Regions from separate parts of the Danio rerio genome. Here region 1 is linked to region 2. Evidence: chromatin contacts called from public HiChIP or PLAC-seq data. All regions are on one chromosome and are shown on one strand. The core of a region is the stretch at or near the end of the contact, and the rest is flanking DNA. Distances in the headings are between cores, read along the strand shown. Region 1 holds the start of mast2 (microtubule associated serine/threonine kinase 2). Region 2 overlaps mast2 (microtubule associated serine/threonine kinase 2).

What was found. HiChIP or PLAC-seq counts read pairs in DNA pulled down with a chosen protein or histone mark.
Region 1: an H3K4me3 HiChIP or PLAC-seq map of embryo shows a contact between it and region 2, with 7 times the contacts expected there. The contact joins the promoter of mast2 here to the enhancer-like site in region 2. A contact is called at or near these places in 7 of 18 Hi-C or Micro-C datasets (caudal fin, embryo, hematopoietic stem cells and 2 more) and 3 of 4 datasets of contacts at active chromatin or transcription factors (caudal fin, embryo and gastrula embryo).

The regions. Positions count from the first base shown.
Region 1 is chr6:36,390,892-36,397,699 of GRCz12tu, reverse strand. It overlaps mast2 (microtubule associated serine/threonine kinase 2), which reads left to right and starts at 4,120. Exons shown (of 29, transcript XM_073954326.1): 1 at 4,120-5,129. The coding sequence starts at 5,049.
Region 2 is chr6:36,254,197-36,261,822 of GRCz12tu, reverse strand. mast2 (microtubule associated serine/threonine kinase 2) reads left to right here. Exons shown (of 29, transcript XM_073954326.1): 4 at 3,768-3,799. Among named protein-coding and RNA genes, the nearest start is that of mast2, 140 kb to the left of the region's middle. Within about 2 kb of position 3,647, at least 5 of the 62 cell types and tissues checked have an H3K27ac peak or open chromatin away from gene starts, as enhancers often do.

The DNA.
Region 1 (6,808 bases), core at 2,871-5,370, 140 kb before region 2:
GAATAGACTTCTTGTGAAGACCAGTCTTGCCAGGTGTCCTCGGAAGAATGGACTCGGGAGACTACAAGGGCAGAGAATGCATCCTGTGAGAAATGAGATGCTGCGTTCTTCCTGATAGTCACATGACCCTCATGCATTTTTAAAGAAAAATTATTTAATAATGACAGCATTCATACAACAATCTATTGTTTTTCCCCTAGTCAAAATATATACTATGCATAAAAACGTTATAAATATACATTGCACAATACAAATAAAACAGATTTAAATATAAATTTCAGTAAATAAACAACCTTAATGTGTTTATTCCTTTATTAAGATGTTTATGGTGATGTTTACTTTCACCGTTTTGTTTAGGGAATCTCCTGAGTTAAAGAAGTTATATCTCTGAACTATAATAAATCTAAATAAAATGCTGCGCTTCCCACCTCCAGTCGCAATGACTTCTGGAGCGAGTTCGGTGCATAGATTTCTGCATAGATGCGTCCTTGATATCAAGAACACATCCGAGAAGTTTCATGCGTCCTCTGTTACTGTGGTCTTGAGAATTGGAACAGAATTTCGGCAGCCGATAATGACGTTACACGAAAACACGAGGATGCAAGACCCCTGATGAACGCTTATTGAGAAACAGCCAGGGACACTGGAGCATTTCAAAGTCACGTTGATCAGCTGGTTTGTCTATAAGCTGTCATACAAGTGATCCGCTGATAAACTGCGGCTTTAAAACGCTCCAGTGTTTCTGTATCTGTGGTTACACTCAGTATACAGCAATGATCTTGTCAAACTAATGACCTTCACGGGGAATTGCAGCCATTTCTGTTAAGCATGTTAACACAATGGCAAATCAGCAGCATTTAAAAACGTCCTCACTAGCGCTCAAATATCTATCTATCTATCTATCTATCTATCTATCTATCTATCTATCTATCTATCTATCTATCTATCTATCTATCTATCTATCTATCTATCTATCTATCTCTCTCTCTCTCTCTCTCTCTCTCTCTCTCTCTATATATATATATATATATATATATATGTGTGTGTGTGTGTGTGTGTGTGTGTGTGTGTGTGTGTGTGTAAACACATATACATACAGTTGAAGTCAGAATTATTAGCCCACATTTGAATTTATTATTATATATTTTTTTTATATTTCCCAAGTGATGTTTAACAGAGCAAGTAAATTTTCACAGTATGTCTGATAATATTTGTCGTTCTGGAGAAAGTCTTATTTGTTTTATTATATAGCAGTTTTTTTTAAGCCATTTTAAAGTGAAAATCATTAGCCGCTAGATCCTTGTTTACTTCACTCTATGTCAAAATGTACAATAATATTCTAAAATGTGTGATATTTGTAATTTTTTAAGCTTTCTATAAATAATGTAATTATTTTAGCCTCTTTAAGCTATTTTTTCCAGATGGTCTGCAGAACAAAGCATCGTTATACAATAACCTCCCTAATAAAAAAAAGCTTGTTCATGCTTTTATGACTTCTAGGCTGGATTACTGTATGCTCTGTTCGCTGGTTGTCCAGCATCCTTTATTAATAAACTTCAGCTATACAAAATGCAGCTGCCAGAGTTCTTACCAGGTCAAGAACATATGAACCTATCACCCCAATTGTATCCTCCTTACAGTGGCTGCCGGTTAAGTTTTGTATTTATTATAAAATATTGCTTCTTACCTAAAAAGCTTTAAATAATATAGTTTCTGTTTGTCTAACCAACATTCTGTCTCTCTGCCATTCAACCCGCTCTCTAAGATCTCAAAATCAGGGCTTCTGGTAGCACCTAGAATAGCAAAGTCGAGTAAAGGTTGAGGTTGAGCTTTCTCGTTTGGCTTCTAAACTCTGGAATAGCCTTCCTGATAATGTCCAAGGCTCAGACACACTCTCTCAGTTCAAAACTAGATTAAAGACCTATCTTTTTAGTAAAGCAGACATTAAATAACGGTATGATGCATGAATGTGCTCCACGCGGGTGAGCTGGCTTGACAACCACCTGCAAGACACACTCCTCCTTAATACACCAGACGTTGTGTTAAAAACTCTCATCTGCTTTACATGTTTGTTTCTATGTTTGTTTAAATAACTGCTATTTTCATTGTTGCATCTCGTTTAAATACACTATGAACAGCAGCTACGATAATTATTTTGTTTATTCTCTATTTCCACCTGGGGATACTCATTCTAAAGTCCCTAGAGACTATGCAGTGTCATTAATGCGATCCAAGAACTGTGAAGAGATGATCCCAAGATATCCATAATCATGGACCAGGCAGTATCCTGACTTGATGGTGATGGTTATTGAGGAATGGAATGCATGAGACTGATTCCTGAAAGAGCACTGTGACAGATGCACAGTCACCGCATTGTTCGATTGGGCCAGCCTGACTCCCCAACGACGACCTACTCACACCTGCACCTTCTCCACGATTGACCTCCAGCTTCTCTAGAATCTGGTGTGTCCAGTGTCCTAGACTGCAGCTCTTCAAGTTTGGCCATAAAAATTATGGTTATGTACAACAGAGCCTGGTTCCTCTCTAGGTTTTTTTTTCCTTCACTTTGTCAATGGGTGAAGTTTTTCTTTTTTTCCCTCACTTCTGTCACCAGTGGCTTGCTTGGACTTGTGGAGCTGCACTTCGGTGAGTTTGCTCTTCAGTTTTAATTTTCAGCAGTGAAACATAAACCGCATGAACTAGTTAACTGAACTTCAACTGTGAAATCTGGACTTTACTAGAACTATGTTAAGCTGCTTTGACACAATCTTCATTGTGAAAAGCACTTTAAAAATAAACATGAATTGAATTGAATTACCCTAACCTGCCTAATTAACCTAGTTAAGCCTTTAAATGTCACTTTAAGCTGAATACTAGTTTCTTAAAAATATCTAGTAAAATATTGTACTGTCATCATGGCAAAGATAAAATAAATCAGCTATTAGAAATGAGTTAGTAAAACTATTAAGTTTAGAAATGTGTTGAAAAAAATCTCTCCATTAATTATATATATATATATATATATATATATATATATATATATATATATATATATATATATATATATATATATATATATAGGCGAAGCAGTGGCGCAGTAGGTAGTGCTGTCGCCTCACAGCAAGAAGGTCGCTGGGTCGCTGATTCGAGTCTCGGCTCAGTTGGCGTTTCTGTGTGGAGTTTGCATGTTCTCCCTGCGCTCGCGTGGGTTTCCTCCGGGTGCTCCGGTTTCCCCCACAGTCCAAAGACATGCGGTACAGGTGAATTGGGTAGGCTAAATTGTCCTGTGTGTGTGTGTGTGTGTGTGTGTGTGTGTGTGTGTGTGTGTGTGTGTGTGTGAATGTGTGTGTGGATGTTTCCCAAAGATGGGTTGCGGCTGGAAGGGCATCCGCTGCGTAAAAACTTGTTGGATAAGTTGGCGGTTCATTCCGCTGTGGTGACCCCAGATTAATAAAGGGACTATTTATATGTACACACACACACACACACACACACAAACCACAGAAAAAAGCATTTAAAAAGAAAAGTAAGTTTAAGTGCTAAATTTCCCTGTTGTTAAAGTTTAATTTCTGAACAAATTATTATTTAGAATATGTTTTTTTTCTGTTTTTTTTCCCTTATGCATACTATTGTATTAATTTATGTATTCATTAAAATATTAGTTTTACTTTTTTCATGTTTATTTTTTATTAATCTTTAATATTTTGCATTACTTATTTATATATTTTTATTTCATAATATATTTTTAAATGTTTTATTATTATATGCTGAGCCTCTATTTTTCTCAAATATATAGAATAGGAATAGTACAGAGAGCTTGGATCTATACATTGTTTTAAGCAGGAAGGGTTACTTTAGTCTCAGCAGATGGCAGCAAAAACAAACTAAAGTCGAATTTCTCCAAAAAGCGATCTTTTCACTTGCCCCTTCTAAGCCATTGGAGGAAACAACGTTCCCAGATCAGCCCTCCGGTGTATATGCAATGCAAGACTCCCCCACTTAGTTAGAATCTGCTCCTACACACTGAACTCAGATCAGCTCTCGAGTGCATATGCAAGACTCCTCTCTGAGACTCTGCTACACAGACTGAACTTAGATCAGCATTTGGCGCTCACCGGCGGTCGTTCACTTGATGCGAGCTTCAGGAAGCTACTAGATTTCCTCCTCGGAGAAAAGCGACGGCATGACAGAACACCGGGTCTGATTAGCGATTGTTTTCGGCACCGAGCCGTTTCCCCCGCACCCGGCCGGGCTGACGTCTGAAGAAAAGCGAGACTGAAGGAGAAACGCGGAGCTTCGCGACCGCTAGATATAATGATCCGCGTCAAAACAGAGCTCGCTCTCTAGACTCACGAGACATGATGGACAGTTAAACGCTGTGTTGTGGCTCTGCGGCGAAGTGTATCTCCAGTCTGCTGGCAGTTTAGTGGATGAGGAAATTTTCTGTTTTTATACGTTAGCTCTTTGTTTTGTTATAACTGGAATGCTAAAGTATTGGTTCACCAAGACGAGACAATCCGCTGGAAGACTTCAAACGGCAGCAAACACGTTGGAAACGCGGCATTATTCAGCATAATGATAACCTGTCGTTACACTCTCACGGTGACAGACTCGAGCCCGGCGAGTTCATTTACACATTGCTTTTAAACGATCACTTTCTCAATTTTGGTAAACTCAAAAGGCGTTTATTTTGCGGATGTTGTCAAACTTTATCAACAAACTGCTAGCGAGCTAGCGTGTTCCGCCGGGTGATTTTCGGCGCTAAAACCGCATAGTTTACATAAAACTGAAAACAAAGCAGTATTTGACGGAAAAAGAGAAGAAAAACAGACTGGCTGTCATGGCAGATGGGGTTGTAACTTAAGGTCGAGAGTGCAACACAAAAGCAAACCTGCGTTCATCATTTATTCTGTATTTGTGGACCAAAGTTGAGGAGAGGTTTGCTCACCATGTACCAGGGCGAGATTTGTTTCAGTATCTGAATGCACTGACCACTGGATTCAACAAAATATTAACATTAGAGTAGCGCTCAGCCGCCATCCATCAGAATGAAGAAAACCGAGAGCAAAAACAAAAGGAAACTCTGCACATCTGAGCAGCAGGACAGCAGCACTGAAGGAAAAGACGAGGTGAGTGATTGCGTTTTGACATTTACCTTGTGTATTTATTTCAAGAATGCAAAGTAAACAACAGTACACATGCAGTGGTGCATGTGACGCAGCTGCCCTGCAGAATGAGCGCAGTGCTCGATTTCAGTGCATCCATGAGGCATCAGGGCTTCTTGGTCATGAATATTGACAGGAAGCTTCCCTTGCAGAAAAAAGACAATTGATGTGTGAATGCATGCTGAGCCAGTTTATATGCTATTTTGCGTGTGTGTGTAATCCCTGACGTATTTATTTAGCTTAAATAATTAAATGAATTTTTTATAATGGGCTATAATTGAAGTCAATACAAACTCCAGCACATCAGAGTGGACATCAGGTTTTAGATGTTTTTTTGCTTTGTGCATTATTAGATTTGTGCACTTCTGAATAGGTTTAAAGGACTTGCTCAAGTTTATTACCCACGTTATGTTTGTTTTGGAAGAGTTTTATTGACTCCTTGGTTTTTGTTATTGAGTCTTGTGTTATCATTCATTGCGAGAGGACAGAGTGACACTGAAAGAAATAAAAGGAATGGAGTACTCCTATTGCTTATACACACATATAGTGTGTTTCAGATGTGCTCCAACATTAGGCACATTCAAACCAAGACTGAAAACACATCTGTTTAGCTGTGCCTGTACTGAATGAGCCCTGTGCTTTGTCCGACAGATCGCTCTATCATGTCTTTCTTTTGTTTTTCATTCTTTTATAACCTTTTAAAACACGTTTGATCTGTTTTAATCACTTTTATTATTTGTTTTTATTTCCTTATACTTGTCTCTTTTAAAAACCCGTTTAAACCCGTTTCTGTTTATGTAAAGAAATTTGAGTTAAAATTGTGAATGAAAAGTTTAATTAGGATCACACATTTTGTGCATAGCCATTCAGATTTATGTACTTTATGTTGATTTATGTAATTTATGTATTTATGTTGACATTAATTTGAAATGTTTTCTTGATAAAGCATTGTTGGTGATTAATATAATTATGTTGAAAATCGATCTATATATAAATAAGGCGAGGCAGTGGTGCAGTAGGTAGTGCTGTCGCCTCACAGCAAGAGGGTCGCTGGTTCCAACCTCGGCTCAGTTGACGTTTCTGTGTGGAGTTTGCATGTTCTCCCTGCCTTCGCGTGGGTTTTCTCCGGGTGCTCCGGTTTCCCCCACAGTCCAAAGACATGCGGTACAGGTGAATTGGGTAGGCTAAATTGTCCATAGTGTATGAGTGTGTGTGTGTGGATGTTTCCCAGAAATGGGTTGCAGCTGGAAGGGCATCCGCTGCGTAAAAATTAGCTGGATAAGTTGGTGGTTCATTCCACTGTGGCGACCCCGGATTAATAAAGGGACTAAGGCGACAAGAAAATGAATGAATAAACGTATATAAATAAATCCCATGTAATTTAACTTGTTGTAAAAAATTGATGAATAATGTTATACAATTACTAATAGCCTATTACTTTAGAATGTGCATTCTTTTCATTTTATGGTTTTAGTGCTTGAAAACCCGTTTAAACTTTGACCCCAAAAAGTGTGAGATTTGTTAAAATAGTTTTGTTTCTGGATAATCACCACCCTGCAGCAAGCAACTGATTTACAACATAAGTTTGACAATAATGCTTGAAGAAGAAATCCCATTTAAAGGGGTGGTCCACTACGATATTA
Region 2 (7,626 bases), core at 2,398-4,897:
ACTTATCTTTGCACTTAACCAAAACATGTTACCCGTGAACAAGTAACTTAATAGATTCCAATGACCAAAGTCAGGGAATTGGCCTATGTCGTTAGATAAAGACAACAACATGAATGAAATATCACGTTTAGCAAATATAGTGAGATTAGATCCAGCGGGAGATGCTTGATGAGAAGTCCGACAAGCAGAGCTCTCATCTGGGTAGAATGCTGGAGCGCTTGCCCGAGAGTGTGTGTGTGGTCACGTGATGTGCGTTTTCAGCGTTTTGGTGTGGACGGAGAGCTGTTCAGAAACGCTGGGTAAAACGCGAGTGTGGACGCGGATCGTTTTCATTCTACAACGCCGTTTTAAAACTAAAACGCACTAGTGTAAACGGGGCCTTAGACTGTGCTCTGATGCCCCAAAAAGTACTGCCAAAGGTGGATAAGCTGCTTACAAAGAGCCTTAGTCTGGTTTTGCCTTATTTTAATCAGTGTAAAATGCTGAGCTGTAAATAACAGGCATGAACATTTCTATGGCACGCTCTCGCTCTTGTCACCCTGAGCACAGCTGGGCTCCGTTCTCAAGAACACTATCACACATACACAACATCCAGATATCAGCCAGCACTGCTATGCTGCACAACTAATCTGATTTGGCATCGAGAAAAGATACTCACTTCATCTTACACACACAAGCTAACAAGGTTTAGTCCATCCAGAGCTCTCCAAGGCTGATGCATCCTTACCTGAGTCAGGTCAGAGCAGTGGGAATGCACTGATGAGCACTTCAGATTTGTTATGGAGAGACAGAAAAGAGGATACAGAGGTCAAGAGAGCACTTTTTCTGACAGCACAGTGGAAAAGTGATCTCAAGTTGACATGAAAAGCAGGAAAAGCTGCTGTATATGAAGCCTCCAGGCATATCTGGCTGCTATCGGTGGAGTTGCTAATTAAAAAGTAGGCTGGTGTTTTGCTAAGGTTGCACTTTGGGAAGTTGGCGTGTTAATATTCTGCAGACAGGTCAGGAGGATGTGAAGGTTCCCTGGCACAGCTATCGATGTTAGGAGACAGATGTCTTCTAGATACACTCCGAATACAGTCTTTTTATCATTATACCTAGTGTTTTGCTACTGGTCACTTTGCTATTGGATCTGTTCTATTGTCTTATATGCTCTTTTTTTCATTGCTGTCAAATAAGCCTGCAGTAATAAGAGCGGCTTTCAGTGGGAGGCTGAAGTTTTTAATGCACTTGAAATGAATTTTGCTCTCAACCAGTTATTGGACTGAAACAAGAATCATTCTCAGGTCTTTAGCAGGCTGTTGACAGCCACGATTGAATCCATAGAGCATTTGAGATGGGAATTGCAGTATATACACTGCAAAAGAAAGTGATTTAAAATAAAATAATTACAATTTTCACGTATATTTTTTTTAGAAAGCGGCCATGTTTTTTTTAATTTTAGTTAGGTTAATTTAGGGTAAAAAAAGTTTATTTATATATATATATATATATATATATATATATATATATATATATATATATATATATATATATATATATATATATATATATATATATGGGCAATTCCATGCAAATGTCAACTTTGCCATAAAAAATTATTTAGTTTTCTCCAAAATAGAGAAACCGTTTTTACATTTTTTGTGTTAGCAAGTTTTTTACAGTACTTTAAAAATACTCGTAAATGTATCTGTCAGTATTTCAAACTATTATATTTAATTTGCCAAAATCACACAAGTGGAAATTTCACAGCTGTCACATCCATAACGGAAATGTGTCACATCCATAACGACACTTTTTCTTCATAAATGCAAAAATGTCAAATTAAATAAAATCAATCATTTTAATTCTATAGTGAGCCGACTCATACCTGTTTGATGAGCATTGTGTCTTTTGGGTTGTGCAGTTTAACTGTCAGTATTTCTAAATAATCTGTTGTCGACTGTAAATTTGCAAACTTTTTTGTCACATCCATAACGCATGTTTATTTTCCTAATTTAAAATATAAAACATGTTTACATATTGATATTTTTCTGCTCCCAGAACTCTGTGGTGAGCTGTTTTGGAAAATATAAACAGAAGTTTCGATATAATGTCAACATATACTTTCTGTGTGAAATTATGTTTTGAGTTTTTACTGCAAATGTCACATCCATAACGCTGGAATCGCTCATATATATATATAACAACACAAACTACACAATTCAGGAAGTTTTGATTCCGGATTTGTTTTTACCACTGTCACTCTTTCTCTTGTGTCCATGTAGTTGCAGTGCCTCGGATCTGTGTTAACGGGTGCACAGATGTACAAATCTACATTTGTTGCCAGACAGTTTGGGCTACTTATTAGAATTATGGGAATTATCGGTCCGACAAATTTTAATTGGATAAACTTTTTTTTTGTCTTCTGCCTTACAAAGAATATATAAAGACATAAATTCATTTAGATCATTTACTTTAATCACTACTATTGGAACGTGAAGAGAAGTTTCTGAAGACAATACTGCACCTTTAATATTAAAAGTAAAATAAAATAGTATAATGTTAAATGCAAAAGGCGTAGACATATCTGGGGTTTTGACAAATGAGTTAATTGTGTAAAAAGCACATTTTCTTCAAAAACTTACAGTATTTAATGAATGTGTTAAGAGCCCTAAGAAATAAATGTTTATTTGAAGACTGCTATGTGCTTGAACGTGACAGCTAAGCCAGATGCAAGGAAACATGGTGTCAACAGAATATGCTCATTACCGAATGCTGGCTTTGTGTTTGGATGAGTTGAATCAGTAAGGATCAGTAATGCGTGGCCTCTGCTTATACACCCACACTGTTAATGGATGATAGGCTTTGTAAACACATTCAATAATTGAATGTAATGACTTATCTAAAAGCCATTGTTTGTGTTGCCTATTTATCTGTCAAGAGTGCTAATACAGATTTTTATTTTGATAAAAAAAAATTAACTCTTCAATAAAAATTATAAAGGGGGTCTATAGACCACAATAGGAACCTTGTAGATCCATAAAAGATTTTCTGGAGCAATACTTCTTGTGACAAGTGACACAAATATCTAATATCACTGTCATAATAGCGAGAAAATAATATAAATATGTTAATGATGTTTTTATTTGTTTGCCAGTTGTATACTTACAATATAAGAGCTCTTTAATCATTTAAACAGCTTGATTTCGTAGATCACATTTTCTTTTTGCAATATCATTGCTTTTCCCTGGATTTTTACACTCGAGAGCAGTTTCGTTGTGGTTGAGGACAGATGGAATCGCCTTATTCTGTGTCTTTCCTCTGTCCCATGGGTCTTCTGGACATGATATCAGTTGTCTTTTCTCTGTCCAGCTAACAGTATGCATTCACTGGTCTGAGGTAGATCTGGCTGAGTAGAATAATGGTTCACTTTTGCCATCTAGTGGTGTTTTACTTTCTTTCACCAATGGTAAAAGACTCATTATGCTGGATACTGGCCATTATTCCACCTAATCATTATTGAAATCATGTATTGAATCTACCACGGCATAATAATTTGCTAAAATCAGCTTGTTAATAATTCAAGTTAACTTGTGAATATTTGTAATGCAGTGTTGGATAAGATGAATTGAGGTCGTTGTATTACGCCACCCGGTGGACTGTTCATTACCTGCAGGATTGTTACTGTATACTGCATTCAAGTTCAAAAGTTCTGGTTTTCACGTAATTATTGTGACACATTTGATTTGTAGTTAATCTTGTATTTTTCTCTTTCTTTATTTCAGAAGGAGCTGAGTCTTCCTAGAAGAGGCAGTTTGTAAGTACAAATTACAAAAAGACAGAGAAAGCTGTGGTGTTTTGTGAATAATTATATAATAGTTTATTTTCTTTATTTCATTTTATTTTGATCAAAGAGGATGCAATGCCCATTCAGCAAAGAGTTATTTTGTGTTACACTGAATCAAATAAAGCAAATACTCAAAGTTCTTTGTTGATGTGCTTTACATGTGCACTGCAAGGCTAATTCATTCTCTTAAGTAGCAGATCCGTATCTGACTATGAATTATATCCAGTTTGTTACGTTATTACATTCAAAATCAACCAGATTAATCCAGGCTGCGTTTACACTAGTATGTTTTTATAGTTATGTTGAAAACGCTGCTTGTCTACAGTATATTGCCGTTTTTACTGCATGCCAGATAAAGGTGTTATGTCCACAGTATGCAGCATAAAATGCATTACATGTGACCATCCACACTCAATGACCATGTGTATATTTTTCTTGTATCCGCACTTGCTGTTTACCAGTTGCGTAATGGTCATATGAGAGCAGCTTTAAGAATCAGCGAGGGATGCGCAATAGTCCAGAAAAGCAGTCAGTGAGCGATTGTGTACAGCCACATGTCCATTTTCAAAAGTCTGTGTTTCAATTCGTCTATATGAAATGGAGCTTCAGCATCTAGCATATAAAACATTACATTATACAGCCACTCATCTATTTCAGGCTTGTGTTATTGCCTTTCTACATCTGGATACTGCTTAATAAGTCAGCATGTTTAATGTTTCAGACACTGCTGTATCAGTTCAGTTAGCATTCCTCCTAGATCACAGTGTCAACGCTGTTTACTGCACATGGACAGGGTCACGGCGGGTCGTAGGTGACTGGTAGGGCAGTGACAGGCAGATTACTCCAAGCCTTTTCCGACAGCTGAGCATTTCTGTTCGTGTTCTGACACACCTATGTATATCTTCCTTTCTGTTTATTTTTAACTCACTGCTAGCAAAAAAAAGTGCCATCATAAGATCACGCAATATCAAAATCATGAGATTGGGGGTGGCGCAGAGAATCTTGGGGTCTCGTAAAGGGTTTTTCAAATCTTGTGTGCAAGCATACCGTCGCTGATCTTTTGGTTAGCGTTTTCTTTTTGCTTTCTTTGTGTAGCTTACAGTGACTGGCAGGAGTGGGCATAATGTCGGCTATTGTGAGGGTTCACTGAGTTTATTCCACCCGCTGCAGGATTACAGGGCTTAATCAAATCAAGCCTTCAATTCCACAATGCTGTCAGTGAACTTTTCTTTTAGTCTTCATGCAGTTAGGGTTTTTGGTTAATTTCTGGGTGACCTTCTCATAACTTACTGCTTTCTGTCTCATCTTTTCACATTCTGGTGTGTTGTTAACCCTGGATAAAAAAAAACTAAATTAACTAAAACTAAATTATAACTATTCAATAATTTATTAATTACTAACCCTGAAATTGTAAATTTTTCTCCCCGGTGTATACAACAGGGTTAAAAATGTAAGAACAATTTTAAACACATTATTGTGTGTGTGTGTATGTATGTATGTATGTATGTATGTATGTATGTATGTATGTATGTATGTATGTATGTATGTATGTATGTATGTACTGTATGTACTGTATGTATGTATGTATGTATGTATGTATGTATGTATATATATATATATATTTGTTTTGTGTGTGTGTGTGTGTGTGTGTGTGTGTGTGTATTTACACCTCTCATCCTGGTGTTTGTGTTTGTTTTATCTGTAGCGTGCTTTTTCATTCTCAGCCTTTCAGTCTAGTTGGTTTGTTGACTTTTTAACCAATAAACCCATCGTGAGTCCTCACTCCCTCATCCTTCCTGACAGTTTAGATCAGCACTCTATTCTGCCATTTCATTATTTTAATGTTTTCTGTTCCAAAGAACTGCTTTAACGATTGGCACTCATCAACCTGAACAAAAATTAGATGGATAATTGGGTGATGAATGCAGGGAAGGAACCACATGTTGATGAGTTGATGAAAGAGCCTCCAATAAACATTTTCATTCACTATGCCATGCAGCACAAGCTGCACCCTACTGCAGAAAACATCATCAAACCATGAAACTTCCTCCTTGAACTTTCACTCACTTTTTCTTTCTTTCTTTCTTTCTTTCTTTCTTTCTTTCTTTCTTTCTTTCTTTCTTTCTTTCTTTCTTTCTTTCTTTCCTTCTTTCTTTCTTTCTTTCTTTCTTTCTTTCTTTCTTTCTTTCTTTCTTTCTTTCTTTCTTTCTTTCTTTCTTTCTTTCTTTCTTTCTTTCCTTCTTTCATTCTTTCTTTCTTTCTTTCTTTCTTTCTTTCTTTCTTTCTTTCTTTCTTTTCTTTTTATTTTTTTTACTACACAATTTGGGTTCAATCTTTTCCCAGTTTGAAGATGAACATAATATGTCTCATCAGACCCAACGCTTTCATCACTAAAGTGATCTTTGGACCAGTTCTCTGTCCACACGACATGCTCCTTACTAATAGTTTTGTGATAGTTGTGATAGTAATTCTATCTCTAAAACTTCAAGACCAAGACCAATTCCTCCTCTGACTATTATGATTTTTTTTTGGTCATTTTTTTGAGCTTCACTTTATCTACAGTAGTCAACATTTGAAGTGGATCAAAAAAAGTCTAAAATTGTCATAAGACAAGAATGGGTGTTGATTAGTTATAGTTAGGACAACTTTGTTAAAAGGTGCTTATCCACTTCTAATGTTCACTACTAGATTCCCCTTTGTTTTCATTTTCTATTGAAAATAACAACCCAGGCATGCAATGAAATTTGGATTAGGAAAAAATATGGTCAGCAATTCATACATGAATGTTCATGTTTGGGACAACCATCACTTGAAGTATACACTCTAGGCGTGGGCCGGTATAAGATTCTGACGGTATGAAAACGTTTGATGAAAATATCAGTTTCATGGTATGACGGTATTGTGATTACTGCTCAAAAAAATGTTATTTTTAAATGTTTGGAATTTTATTTTTAAGAAGCATTTCAAATGTTTTGGCAAAGTAAACGTATCAGGCTGAATAATTAAAATAATTTATTGACTTTAGCTGTCTTCACTAGTTTCAAAGACTTAAAAATGTATCTAAAATTGCACTGACCAGTAGCTTTTGATGTGGAGATCATTTTGCCCAAAAAACTAAATAAAACAGTCTTGAACAACATGTAAAAAAAAAAAAAAAAACTTACATATACTATAAGAACAGTATTACACACAATTTTAGCAGTTTTAAAACCTTAACTTTTCCAAACCGCAGTGTACCTTGAAACCGGCTATCGTCCCATGCCTACTTGCACAGAGACATGTATCATGTGTCAATGTAATTGTATTAGGCTCTCCTGTGGCGTTGTGTGTCAATAGAATCAGTAAGGCTTAACGCTTGTGTTGCTTCTCCTCTGCTCTTTGATCCTGCCTATTGTCTGCTTGGGGCTACATTTAGCCAAAAGCATTCGCCTGGGAACAGTGGATAGGATTCTGATGTTCTCCGGGTTCCCAGAACTGTGCTTATACGCGTGTGTGGGTGTACAGAGACGGACTGGTGTGAGGAAGGGGCAACAGCTGCACCTCCCCCAGGGTCTTGTGATATCATGAGAATGCCCTCTCCCTCATTACATGCTGTGTTTGTGTGTTTCTGACCGTCTTGCCAACATATACACATTAGCAGCAGAGGTCGGAAGCGAGTGAAGCGTCTTCTAATTTGCCTGGAATTGGACCGTCACGCTCTTCACATTCTCCCATCAGACCAATGTTATGGTACTTCACAGTGCGGAGAAAGACACGCGCTCTTGGATACAACTTTCAGAGGACTGTCTTTTAAAAAC